Linked DNA regions of Mus musculus: region 1 is linked to region 2. A link is a contact called in public promoter capture Hi-C data. All regions are on one chromosome and are shown on one strand. Each heading gives the region's core, a stretch centred on a gene start, on an enhancer-like site or on the middle of the called end of the contact. The rest is flanking DNA. Distances are from core to core; before and after follow the strand shown. Region 1 holds the start of Cradd (CASP2 and RIPK1 domain containing adaptor with death domain). Region 2 holds the start of Fgd6 (FYVE, RhoGEF and PH domain containing 6).

What was found. Capture Hi-C pulls out chosen DNA fragments and counts their contacts.
Region 1: a contact with region 2 is called in a promoter capture Hi-C map of adipose tissue, with 3 times the contacts expected there. The contact joins the promoter of Cradd here to the promoter of Fgd6 in region 2. A contact is called at or near these places in 3 of 39 promoter capture datasets (hippocampal neurons, liver and pre-B cells), 1 of 484 Hi-C or Micro-C datasets (CD4 T cells), 1 of 115 datasets of contacts at active chromatin or transcription factors (pancreatic cancer cells) and 2 of 9 other capture datasets (adipose tissue and liver).

Annotation. Positions count from the first base shown.
Region 1 is chr10:95,319,083-95,326,365 of GRCm38.p6, forward strand. It overlaps Cradd (CASP2 and RIPK1 domain containing adaptor with death domain), which reads right to left and starts at 4,627. Exons shown (of 3, transcript NM_001330138.1): 1 at 4,387-4,627; 2 at 3,504-3,807. The coding sequence starts at 3,801.
Region 2 is chr10:94,034,109-94,040,481 of GRCm38.p6, forward strand. It overlaps Fgd6 (FYVE, RhoGEF and PH domain containing 6), which reads left to right and starts at 1,893. Exons shown (of 21, transcript NM_053072.3): 1 at 1,893-2,202. The coding sequence starts at 2,187. Vezt (vezatin, adherens junctions transmembrane protein) reads right to left here and starts at 1,691. Exons shown (of 12, transcript NM_172538.5): 1 at 1,562-1,691. The coding sequence starts at 1,597.

The DNA.
Region 1 (7,283 bases), core at 3,377-5,876, 1.3 Mb after region 2:
TCTTGAGGAAGGATGGGCCGCGTGGCTAAGCGAAGGGCACTCCTCGCTTCTTCTCAAGGCTTCCTGACCGCAGGGCACCAAACCAGTCCAGGGACAACCACAACCAACATAAGCAGAAATCTAGAAAAGGTTACTGTGTGCGCGCCTCGCAAACGCCCGGTTTTCCCTGAGCCTGGGTTGCAAAGCCTTTTCAGAAGCACAAGTGTGCCTACCCAGTTCTGACACCGTGCTAGAGAGACACGGAGGTCCCAGGAAACAGGACTCTGGGTTTGTTTGCTTTTTTTCCAGAGACGTTAAGTTGGAAGGCATTTCAGCTCTGATGCTGGTCCATGGTTCTAAGCCTCCGCTCATCCCCCTACTCCCTAAAAAAAGAACCCAACACTCACACAGCTTCCAATTCACTAAACCTCAACCTAATTTCAAAATCATATTTTCATGAAACTAGACACTTATAAATATTTAAGGCCTTAAGTGACAGAAAGCAGTTAGGCATCTACTTCTTTAAAATATATAACTTCTACCCTAACCCTAAAACACTATATATATAATTATTATATATAATATAATAACACATAATATATAATACATGATATATAATATATGGTATACGGCATATGATGTAATAAAATATATACAATGTATAGATATACACATTTACCACTAGACCCTAAGGCATAATAGATTTTCAATAATCAATAATAACTTTTAAAGAGACTCCTGTGAGCTAGAAAACTACCAATGAAGAAGAGAGAAGAGAATGACTGACAAACCTCGAATCCAGGGCTTATTAGTAAGACTTAGAAATAATGTCGCCTTTTTGTTTTTCCTTATAAAGAATTAGTTTCTTGAGGGCTGGCTTACAGTTCTAGAAGGTTAGAATCCATCACCATCATGGCGAGGAACCTGGCAGCAGACAGGCAGGCATGGCACTGCCGCAGTAGCCGAGAACACGCATATCTCCAAACACCAGCCAAAGGGAGCACTAGCCCGAGAACACCCATATCTGTAAGCACCGGCCAAAGGGAGCACTAACCCAAAAACACCCATATCTGTAAGCACCAGCCAAAGGGAGCACTACCCCTGCGTGGAGCATTGCTCTTCTTAAAGTGAGCATGAGAAAGGTGTTGACTCTATCACTCATCTCTACCTTACTTGTATTTTCAGTATTAGTTTAAATAGTCAAGATTTAACTACAGTCATACTTGAAAATGGGTTGATGTCACCAAGAAATCAATAAATCTAAGCCCCAGGTCAGAATTTTTTCACTAGTAGAGTTAATTATAAAATAAACAAACAAACAATTCACAACACTCACTTGTGTTGTGAGGCAAGCCAGGTTTCCATTTAACCCTTCAACAGAGTTAACAAGTCTTGGGGAAAACCTGGTTTCCTAAGCATATATACAGATATGTTCAATCTTTTTTGGTTTTTGCTTCCATTATAAAGCTGCTCTTTGAGGCTGGGGAGTGGGCTCGGCATTAGGAGCACTGGCTGGGCTTGCAGAGTACTGGGTTTCTTTGCCTTTCACATGGCATCTCACGACCATCTACAGCTCTGCTGCCAAGGCTCCTGCCCTCTCTTCCCACCTCCATGTGCACCAGGCACACGCAGTGCCCATACTGACACACAGGATGCAGCACTCATACATAGAAGATAAACAGCTAGATATAAAAGCGCCTTTCCCCTCCGTTTCTCCTTAACTTTTTAATGTCTTCAGGATATCTTAGTTCTCTCTTGCTCTCTGAATAAACCTGAAGAAGTGAGAATGAGGGTCTCATGTCTATGACAATTCATGACAACGTTTATATAACCCAAAATAATCACCTGGTTAAACTCAACATTTTGGGAGTGAAAAGCATTCGGGTCTTTTGTCATTTCCAACTGCGTGCGGCCAGGAGAGCCTTCGATGTGAATACCAGAAAGGCACAACTCATTGATGTTCCCTCCGCAACTCCATGTTATATATTCTGCTTGTAATAATGTGGTAGAAATGTCAGGGATACTTGGTCCTGGTTTTGTTCAGACACATGGAATATGTAATTTTCTAAGGACAACCCAAGCTGAAAATTCTAGAGGTCCTCAAAGGCCGGCATTCTCATGGTTTCAAAAAGACATGTAATTTGGACAAGCTCCTAGGAATAAAGATATTTTTAGATTTTCCACTGAGTGTTCACCAGGTCTTTCTAAATTAACTGGCTATCCCATTCTGGTCAAATATTCAGATATATGTCATTAATTTTAAAAAAATAATTATCATATGTGCTCTCAGAACCATTCAAAATATAAGACCCATAGTTTTACATTTAAATTATAAAAGTAATTTACTGGTAGTATTTGATTTTTTTTGTTGTTGTTGTTGTTACCAATTACAGTTATTTGAAAATTGGGAGTGTAGAAAGGGATTCAATATGTAGCTCTGGCTATCCCAGAACTTGCTATGTAGACCAGGCTGGGCTCACAAAGAACCACCTGCCTCTGCCTCCATAAAGGCAGGACACCAATGTCGCTGCTGACACACACTCACACACACACACACACACACCAGCTCTGTTACAGTCATTTTTAAAAACCATTAACAATAAATTCTGGAGACCACTGACTTGGTCCATATCTATACTGAAAACCAGAAAACGTTGAATTCTTAACTCTGGAAATCTACTGATTTGGTTTGGCTTGGTTAACTTTCCATTTTATTATTTAAAAAAAAAAATTAATCTTTCTAGGTCAGTCCCTCATCTTTGTGAAAGAGCAGTATATCTGGGAGGAGTTGAAGAAAACAGTGATTTATACCGCAGCACCTTCCTCTCACAAGCACCAAGCTGTTTCTTTTCAGATCACTGCTTCCAGGGATTTTTTTTCCTGGAAAAAAATCAAAATAAGATCCGCCCCCCCCTCGCACCCCCAAATTACTGCCCTTGCAAAATAAAATTCCCCAGGTGTCTGCACAGAGCTGAATTTTAAAGGGCCACTTTACACCAACAGCCTTTAAAAACAAACTAAAGGCAGGCTTCAAAATAATCCCCTTGGCCTTGGAGGCTGGCTGTGGGGACAGGTGCAGGACATGCCTTCCTAGAGGCTGTCTCCCATGATCTGACCTCCTCCAGCTGGCAGCTTGGCACCCCACAAATCAGTTATCAGTAGGCCAAAGCCTGCATTCCCATCTGCGCTTTCCAAACGGTTCCTGTTGCCAAAGGGCTCAGATTGACCTGGCTCTCCGATGAGAACAAGCCTCCCATGTGACTTGCCAAGTTCCCCTGGAAGCATGTCTAAATTGTACTCTCAGTTCCCTCCTTAACCCCTCAGCCTCAGGGTTCATGTTCCCTTCCTTCCTCGAGTTTCCTAACACCGCCTCCTCGTCTTGACCCTCCGACGCCATGCCCTCTGCATCCAAACCGTTGCCCATGCTCGTGGCCCTGGTCCCTCCTAAAAGACCAAATTCCAATCCACTGGGCATGGTTGCAACACTTCCAGAGCTGTTTTGAGGGGATCTCTTTGGGGCCTACCTGTAGGCAGCTCGGCTGTGACTTCCTCTCTCGCCTTCTCCAGCTTCTCTCTTACCCAGGGAAATTCCTGGAGGGAATCGAGGAAGGTGTCAAAAGCTTTGGGGCCCCTGGAAGGCAGGATGTCCAGCAACAGCATTGTCTTCCGGAGGCCTGTGGTTTGAGCTTTGATTTCTTGAATGTGGTTTTCTGTCAAAATTCCTTCCTGGTAAAGGTACTGAAGAACCAGTCCTTCCACCAGTACCTCGGCACCCAGCTCCAGACGCAGGGAGCGGAGTACCTGCTTGTCTCTGGCTTCCATTTCTTCCTGGAAAGAGCCAAAATGAGCACCTAGGTTTCAGGAATGCTGATGGACACCCCCCCCCCCAAAGTCAGTGTATTGCTGCAAACTCATTAATGAGCACCTCAAAAATCAGTCAGGTCTTTATATCTTAAGAGGCTGCTGAGCCACGGTGTTTCCTAAGCGGCTGTTAAGCCAAACCACGGATATTTCAAACACTTCCCGGCATAATGAACGACACTCATTATGGATGTTTCTACCTCTGCTTCTCACGATAATGGGGCCCTATTTCAATTCCTTGTGCAGTAAGAGAGCCAACAGAAAACAGATCTGATCCCTTACTTAAAATGCAATCCCTAAGGATTACAGATTTATTAATCTATTTATATTATTATATAAAATTAAATGCTAGAAAATAGTGGATTTCAATATTGCTTTGCCAGAGTTAGTCCAGCACCCACGCTTTAGAAACTGCTAAAAAGCACCAGGGACATTTATTTATAGACCCTGACCAGCAATAGAAGACAGTCCGGAGGAAAGAAGTTTATAGAGCATTCAAAGAAAGGACAAGCACCCTCAAGAAAATGAGTGTTTGTGTGCCTTTACCGATAAGCCTCACAAGAATTCGGAATGTGGGTCGCAGTAGGGCCGTGAGCACGCATGCATGGGACACTGAATGAGCTCAGGTCGCTAGTGTGCTGCGGGGTGGCTTGCGGTGGCAATGAAGGCAAGGGGAGCAAGGGTGGCGGGCGGGGCTTCTGCCACCCTCAGCCCACACAAGCGGGACGTCGGATCCCAGCCTTGCTCGCGATCTTCCGCCAAATCGGGAGGTGGCAGGTGAGGAGGGCGTGGGTGACCGTTTTGTTTTGTTTTGTTTTGGCAGCGTGTTTCCATTTGGAACTTGTAAAAAGTTCCCTGTCTCGGCAGCTGAAAGCCGTGGTTGTGGCACAGTTAGAGCTACCGACGATTTTCACGGTAAATGAAGCCGCAGACTGTCCTCTCGGAGGAAACCGACCCCCGGCACCGCCACCCGAACCCCGGTCCAGCCCCCGGGAGAGCCGCGCAGGGGCGATGTCGCCACGGCGCGGGGACAGCGAGAGAAGATGGAGTCATCTTACTTACGTCTGCGACCACGTACCGTTTAAAAAAAAAAAAAAAAAGAATAACTAAAACTACAACCGGAATCCAGACTGCTAGGGAACCTGTACCATAAAGACCATCTTTGTTGAGGGCAAAAGTCCTAGACAGGAAGTATTGCGACCATCTTTGTTAAAGGCAAGAGCAGGAAGTGCTGTAGCCATCTTTGTTGAGGGCGCAAGACGTCAGGTTGAAGTTTGTTCCGCCATGTTTGCTGTGGGAAAAGAGGCACACTCTCCTACATTAAAAAAGAGAGAGAGTGGTTTAAAAACTCTAAGGCAGTAGTTCTCAATCTTCCTAATGCTTTGACCTTGTAATATGGTGTCCCCCAACCATAAAATTATTTTTGTTGCTACTTCATAACTAATTTTGCTATGTTATAAATCCTAGTGTAAACATCTGTGTTTTCTGATAAGTCTTACACTGCCACTGTGAAAGGGTTGTTACAGAGCCACAGGTTGAGAACAGGTGATCTACGTTATCTAAGTGAAAGAGTAAATGAATTGTTGAATCTTAACAGAAAAAACTCCATGAGAGCCTGACTATAATAAGCTAGTCAAAAGTTAATCTAGCAGTTAAGCCCTGAGTTCAACTCCCAGTAATATACACCTACATGCACAAATTACTTCATAAAATAAAACAATTAATAAACTCATTAATTAGTTGGGTGACATGTAACAAAAAGGATGTGTGTGCTAAAAAAATTTTTTGACAATAGAAAAAGAATATTTCTACCAGTACCTCCAGTTGAAAATAAAATATCTATAAACATATCAGTAGACACTTATAAATCTCCTTCCTCAACACCTTTCAACTGTATGTGCAAACTTACAATGCTAATATACTCCAGGGTTTCTATGCAGGCACTAGCTGTCTTACTGACAGTGTTTTTATGTAAGTGGTAGGAATTCTTTTTAGCATTTCAAATCATTGCAGTCTAGAGAAGCAGGAAAGTCAATTGTATCATCCAAAATCTCACAGCCAATACAGAGTAAAACCTAAATTCTAACCAAGTCCCTCTGATCTCCTGCTCTTTCCAGTACACCACACAACCATGTATGATTGACTCTATTCTTCTAATGGCAGTCAAAATATTGCTAGTGAATCACCCAACTGTCACCTCCTTGCACAAGCTTGAGCTACACAGAGGGTCCTTCATTATCTTTAGCTCTAGAATCATTGGTCTTTAAAAAAAGGAAAACAATAAAAGGTGAATAACTGTCAACAACAGCTTCGGTGATCATCCAAATGAGTATAGAGATAAATCTCTTGTGCACTGTATAAAAACATTGACCTGTCAATAAAAAGCTGATTGGCCAATGAGCTTAGGCATGAAGTTAAAAGGTGGGACATCCAGCAGAGAGAGAGAGAGAGAGAGAGAGAGAGAGAGAATATGTTGGGACAGAGACAGGTGAGAGAATGACCCCAGAATGCTGATGGAGACCAAAGCAAAAACCTGAGGACCAGGTAACCAGTCATATGGCAGGATTTAGAATAGAATAATGGGGTAATTAATTTATGAGCTAATGTTTCTTGTGAGTCAAGGAACAGGCAAAGTTAATGAACTAGGTATTTGTAAATAGGTTTGAATCTCAGAATTTTTATTTCAGTAGCAGGGGCCAGGAGAAAAAACAAAAACATACTGAAATACACAACTATAGGAAGAGGAGAGTTAAACCTTTAGCTCAGAGGAGGGAATCTTCCTACTTTGCCGGATACTTGATCACACTATGAACCCCAAGATTTTCTTATTTATTGAAAAAAAAAATCTGTTTCTAGTTGTGGTGTGGCTCAGCCCTTAGCACACAGCTTCAGTCCCTCTTGCTGGAATACAAACAGGTCCTTAATCCCAAACAGTGGAGGTAAAGTTACTTTGTAAAAATGAAGCACCCATGTTTGAAAGTGATATCTAGTTGAGTGGCAAAGTGACGAATCAGAGAAAGACTGGACAGAATTGGATATGCCCAACTCTCACAAGAGGAGAGAGGAAAGGAAGCCGTGAAGAAGGAAAGAGGACAATTTTACCCGGACAGTTTGCAGAGAGAGGACAAGCTAGACACAGGTAAATACAGAATGAGCCAGAGAAGGAGGAGACAGAAGATTAAAACAGATTTGCTGTGGATAGCCCTGGGGCTAATTATATTTGATGTTCACTCTGTTCTCCTGTGAGGGGTTGTGAACAAGGAATGAGTCAGCACTCAGGTGATTTCCTGTAAACCTGCTTCCCACCTTAAAGTGTAAAATAAAGGAGAGCTGATGATTGGGCAGATAAAAGGGAAGGTAGAGTGAAAGGAGCAGAAAAAGAAAGAGAAAAATGGAAGAGGGAGAGGACACAGGGGAGAAGGATAAGGAAGAAAAGCAGAGCA
Region 2 (6,373 bases), core at 643-3,142:
CTTAAAAGCACCTTTTGAGTGCTGGAATCCCAGGCACGTGTATACCACCCTATCAGGTTTGTGTGGCGCTGCCAATTGAACCAAGAGACTTGTGCATTCAAGCCAAGCGCTCTACCCATTGAACTACATCCCCAGACCAATAAAACTCTGCAAACCAAAAACACACTTATTATGTCCAGAAACCAAAGAAAGCAGGGTAAAAAAATAAAAATTTCAGCCACCTACTTTTTTCTCCTCTTTATCTCCCACATTCAATCTGTAGCCATTCCCTCAATTTCATATTAGAGATGAATATCCAAGTCAGTATTAATTTTTCTGACTTCCAAAATGTATGCCTTTGTCCTCTCTACTCAAGTCCTCATATCTAGACCCTTCATAATAGCAAAGCAGTCATATTTCCCTCCTCGATACTGTAGCTATATTAAGTCACTTTGCAACCCTCCATACTCCAGCCCCTAAAGCTGCACGTTCAGTATTGTCACCCCACCCCGATCTTTGGCATACATAAAACCCTTTTCCTGGAGTACATTTTCTCCCATCAATCTTCCTAATTTCATTCAGAGCTGAAGATTTACCTAGGGTATCACTTGCTGTGTGTAGCTTTTTAAAGTGCTATGAGTGGACAATGGGTTCCAAATTATGCTTCCACGGGCAGTTTTTAGATATCTCAATACTTCACATTCTGTACCGTACCTCACCCTCCCATTATACACCACGGGGGATTTCTTCTCTTTCTCTTGTATGAATTCCCTGAAATCTAGTTGGCTGAGGGAAAGTATGGCATACATATTCAATACATACACATACACGTTCCAGGGTGTGGGTATTGACCTGTCTGATGGGGTAAAAATGGCACTAAAGCCATTAACTAGGCTTTATTTTTTAAATTCAAGATGGCAGAGACATCTTAAAATAGTCCAACACAAAAGCATTCACATCCAGACCAGAGCTTCCATTCAGAACTGGCTACACTTAGCGCAACAGCAAGGACAAAAGAATGGAACCTAGGTGCTGAGACGCCAGAGCTCACACCATTGGCCACAGGTCTCACTTAACAGACCTTAAACCCCACATAGAAAGGCACCTGCTGCCTGCCTGCATTCCAGAGGCCACACCTTGATGATGATGATTATGATGATGATGATGACCGGAGGCACTTATGGATTAACAGGCCCGCAAAAATCAAAGATAAAAAGGGAAGGAGGTTAAGTAGTAGACAGAATATCCAGCACGTTTCGGCCCCGCCCCAACGAGGCGCAGTCCAGGGCGGTGCAGCCATAGGGTAAGAACCGATCAAGGCTCCCGCCCAGGGCCGGTCAATTGCGCCGGGTCTGGGAATTCTGGGCGAGCTCGGGGCAGAGGCCAACCACGCCAGGATCCCCTGAGCTATACCTGTCAGGCGGCTGCAGCAAGTAGGCCCCGAAACAGCGGAGGATTGGGGACCCAGGCCCGCAGGCGCCCGTCACCCTATCCCTCCCCTCTGAATCGCTTTGCCTTCTCGCTCTTCCTTTAGTCCTTCGGAAACAAAGACGGTCCACACTCCCCGCCATTTTCTCCTCACCTCAAAAACCACCTCTTCGTCAAACTCCGGTGTCATCCTTCTCCGCCATACCACCCGCCTCAGCACGATGGGAAATGAAGGCAGGAGGGCGGGCAGCACCCAGGCTTCGGCTCCTGCCCACCTCGGGGGCACTGAAAACTACAACTCCCGGCATGCATCGCGACCCACGCCCCTTTCCGACCTGCTTATTGGAGAAGAGGGTGAGCGTGTAGGCTGGAGGGGCGGGAGCGGGCGGGCGTTCCAGAGCTCCTATTGGAGAGAGCTATGGCTTTTGTCTGCCTTTTACATCCCCTGACTACTAGGGGGCGCCTGGAGCGCGGATTTTTCTCTCAAGTTGAGGTGGGGCGCGCGTCCGCGAAGCCGCTGCGATCTCCTCTCGTGCGCGCGCCTGGCGATCGTCCCGGAGCGCGGCGGAGCGGCGCTCGTGCACGTCCCCCTGTCGCTGGCCGCTAGCGCCCGGGTCCGCCGGAGGGTCGCGGGAGCCGGCGTCCGTCCTTTGTGAGGCGCTCAGGCGGTGCGGGACGGAATGTGGGCGCTGCGGGGACTTTTGTCTTCTGCTCAAACTCTGGGGAGTGTGGACTGAACGGGAGCCATGGACTGAGGGCGTGAGCCGCGCGGGGCAGTCATGACTTCTGCCGCGGGTAAGTGGCTGCGCTCGCGCCGGGCTGGGGAGTAGTCGCGGCGGGCGCCGGCGGGCTCCGGCTCCCGCTGCGTTCCCCGCGGGTGGGCGGTGCGGGACTGGCGCCGGTCGCCCGCGCCCGCTGTGGGGTCCCCGGGATGCGTCCCCCACCCCTGAGCCCAGGTGATGGGACGGCGTCGCGGAGCTTGCTCGGGTTCCGTGACTTAGGCGCTGTCGCTGCCTGTGCGCGGTGTGGGAAGCGTGGAGTCCGGTGTGGAGGAGTCAGTTATTCTAAGCTAGGACAGTTTTCCAGCGAGTTGAAGAAACTCCGCCACTAGCCCGCGTTGCTTGAAAACCTAGTATTTATTGACTGAAACTCTTCGCGCTTGTAAGGAGGGTTGGATAGAGCTGTTTGCACCCTGGTGTTTTGAGCCCTATTACCTGAGTGAGTATGGACTATTAGTTGGTAAAATAAAACAAAACCGAGTTGCCCCCTCCCCTGCACCTACCCCTCCCTGTTTTTTGCTCATCTTCACCTTTTCCTTCCTTCCTTCCTTCCTTCCTTCCTTCCTTCCTTCCTTCCTTCCTTCCTTCCTTCCTTCCTTCCTTTCTTCCTCCCCCCCCCACCCCCCTCGTACCTGGACTGTGTAAACAAAGCCCTATTTTCAGTCTGCCTCCTTTCCACTCACCCAAATGACAAAGCCTCTCCTTACCTTTGTGTGAATTTAAGCACTTTGGCTCATTGTGTTGTGACCTTTTTAAGGAACAGTTTCTAATCTTCCAAATTTGTGTCCAAGGGACAGTCTCTTTATAAGAACACAGCACATTTTCAAAGCCAGAATTTAATAAGGTATGGGATATATTAAAGGCATCTTTATCCACATCAGAAGAAACTTTGATGAGAGATTTTGTAGTAAAAGAGCGTAAGTTTCACTTCAGTTAGGTCTAGAATTAGCACTTAAGTATCAGATTAAATTTTCTTTGCTTTTTTTGGCGTTTGTTTAACATTCCTGCAACTTGAAAACTGTCAGGAGAGCACACACACTAAATGTTCTGATTTGTACTTCTAAAGCCTTGAAGGAGTCACACTGCTAGGCAAAATCCGGATTACTTCAAACAGGCAAGAAATTAGTAACAATAAGAAAGTGAGACCTTTATTCTCTTTGAAGTGATGTGCATTCATCACGTGATCATCATGCACTGAGTTATTTACAAACGTTTCTCTCAGTTTTGGGATGTGTTCCATTTAAACAACGGATCGTTTTCAGCCCAAGTTTCTGTACCCTCGCCATCGTTCAGCTTTTTAAAATGACTGAATTAATATAATTAATTTAAAATAAAAACTTAAAACTTAATAATTAAAATTTCTAGAATTCAGTCAGGAAGTTTACGATTGTTTTCTTCAAATTAATCCAGAACAAGGCTAGCTATTTTTATACTTATCAACTTTACAATTAAGGAAATCCACAGCATTTTTGTGGTATTTAAAAGAGAGACACTTCCTGTGTCTAGCTGAGTGAGTTGATTTTTTTTTTTTTTTAAGAATGGCTTGCTGAGAATCATTACTTTTTTGCTCACCGATTTGATGAGATTTATTGTAAGTTTTTGTTACATCTAGGGGGATACGGAAGAGGACTGAGGTTTCTCTTTCCTGCCCATTATATGAAGTTATACATACATTTCCTTGCTAGTCGTGTGTGTGTGTGTGGGGGGGGGTTTCATAATAATGAAATTTATTAAAGCTTTGGGGAAAATTACTAATGAAGCAGAGCGTTAGTTTTAGCCTGATCTAGTGTAGTTGGGAAGGGTGGCCTAATTTATTATTAGGGGGCTGTTGTACCACCTTTAAGTGACAGGTGTCCCGAGGAAGAGTTTGCTTTGGTTTTGCTTGTTTTTATACAGCGGTTGAAGTGTGAGCTCATAGAGGAGATTTTTTGAAGTATTCTGAGTAGTACATGGAATAAAAGAGAGTTAATTAAAAGTAGCTTTCCATCATAGTGTGCATAAACATCTCACTATTCTCATTCATGCCTGTACGGTTTTGTTTGGGGCCTCGTGGAATAGCCCAGAGAGAGAGTGTGCTCGTGAGCCACGGCCACCTGTGTGTAACAGATGACAAATCTGTTTATAGCAGTAAGACAGCAGTGGTCCTTTCTACCTTCGCTTTCCCCTGCAGCCAGACAGCTGTGTAAATAGAAGATTTGCCGAATTGCTCTAAGGAAGCATTTGGGTCTGGATGTTAATATTAATATCAAGATCCAGAGGTGCAGCATTCATTTCCAAACAGTGTGTACTGACTATAGGTTTTGAGCATTGGAGTGAATCATAACATAATGTCTTATTGGTGTTGTTTTGAGCCATTCTTCTTTCAAAGCATTACAAATAATAAGGGCCAGTGAGATGGCTCAGTGGTTAGGCTCTTCCTGTCACAGCCTGCTGACCTGAGTTTGGGCACTGGGGACCCACGTGATGAAAAGAGAGAACCAAGTCTTACATGTTTTCATCTAACACATGTATGCAGTGGAATACACACACACACATACACACACACACACACACACACCACATAATATATAATTTTAAAAAATAGTAATGAAGCTGACATAGTGTTGTGCCTCTGTAATCCCAGGACCAGAGAGGGTGAGCCAGGAAGACTGCAGTTCAGGGATATCCAGGGCTACATTGCAAAGCCTGTCTCCGAAAACTAAAAATAAAGAACTAACAGTAAGGAAAGGTTTCATATATTGCTGTACCAGTGACTTGGCACTCACTTGTTCCTATTAGTCATTAAGGAATTACACAATGATCCTATTGAAGTTCACCCTGCTTGCTTTTGAAAACATCATCTTTTAAAGGGATTTATTTGTAAAATATGTATGTATATATATTTGTGTGTAGTAGGTAGAGGTTTGTGCGTGTGAGCACAGGCACCAGCAGAGTTCAGAGCAGGTTGTTGGATTCCCTAGAACTGGAGTTCCAGTCGGTTGTAACCCTTCCCAACTCTCCAACCCCCACTCTCTACCCTAGCCACATAGGTGCTAGGAACTGAACTCCGCTCTTCTATAGGAACAGTATGTATTGCACTTTTTTTTTAAAGATTTATTTATTTTATGTATGTGAGTACACTGTAGCTGTTCAGATGGTTGTGAGCCTCCATGTGGTTGTGGAATTGAATTCAGGACCTCTGCTTGCTCTAGTCGGCTCCGCTCGCTCCGGCCCAAAGATTTCTTTATTATTATAAATAAGTACACTGTTGCTGTCTTCAAACACACCAGAAGAGGGTGTCAGATCTCATTTCGGGTGGTTGTGAGCCACCATGTGGTTGCTGGGATTTGAACTCAGGACCTTCAGAAGAGCAGTCAGTGCTCTTAACTGCTGAGCCATCTCGCCAGCCCATGTCTTGGGCTCTTGACAACTGAGTCATCTCTTTAGCCTTCAGAACACCATTTGATGTTAAATTGGATATTGAAGTTAAAAATAAAAGACCTAGCGGGGCGTTGATGGTGCACGCCTTTAATCCCAGCACTTGGGAGGCAGAGGCAGGCGAATTTCTGAGTTCGAGGCCAGCCTGGTCTACAAAGTGAGTTCCAGGACAGCCAGGGCTACACAGAGAAACCCTGTCTTGAAAATAACCAAAACAAAAAACAAGACCTTTTCTGTCACTGAGGCATTACATGGTCTGTATGCGGCAGCTGCCTATCCTCAGGACCATTTCTTCAGCTCTGAGACATAGTGGTGAGTAAGACCATGAATAAGCTTGACTCTGAGTTGTAGTATTGATTCATCCACTTGAATACACAGGTAACTCACAATAGTAAGTCTAAGTTCACAGTTACTTAATGGCTATGCGTACATTAGAGGCCTTAGAACAGTGGCTCTTAGCCTGTGGGTCACGGCCCCTTTGGGTTCACATATCTGATGCCCTGCATATCAGATCTTTACATTACGATTCATAACAGTAGCAAAATTACAGTTATGAAATGGCAACGAAATAATTTTATGGTCGGTCACCACAGCACGAGGAACAGTATTAAAGTGTCGCAGTGTTAGGAAAGCTGAGAGCCACTGCTTTCGATGCTGTGCTGTGTTTGCTGGGAGTCAGCATTGGCTCATCTGCAGTTAACTTACTTTCTGTGATGTTAGGAGAGAACAGGGATTCCTCTCTTAGAATCAGGCTCAAAGGAAGGGCTGGA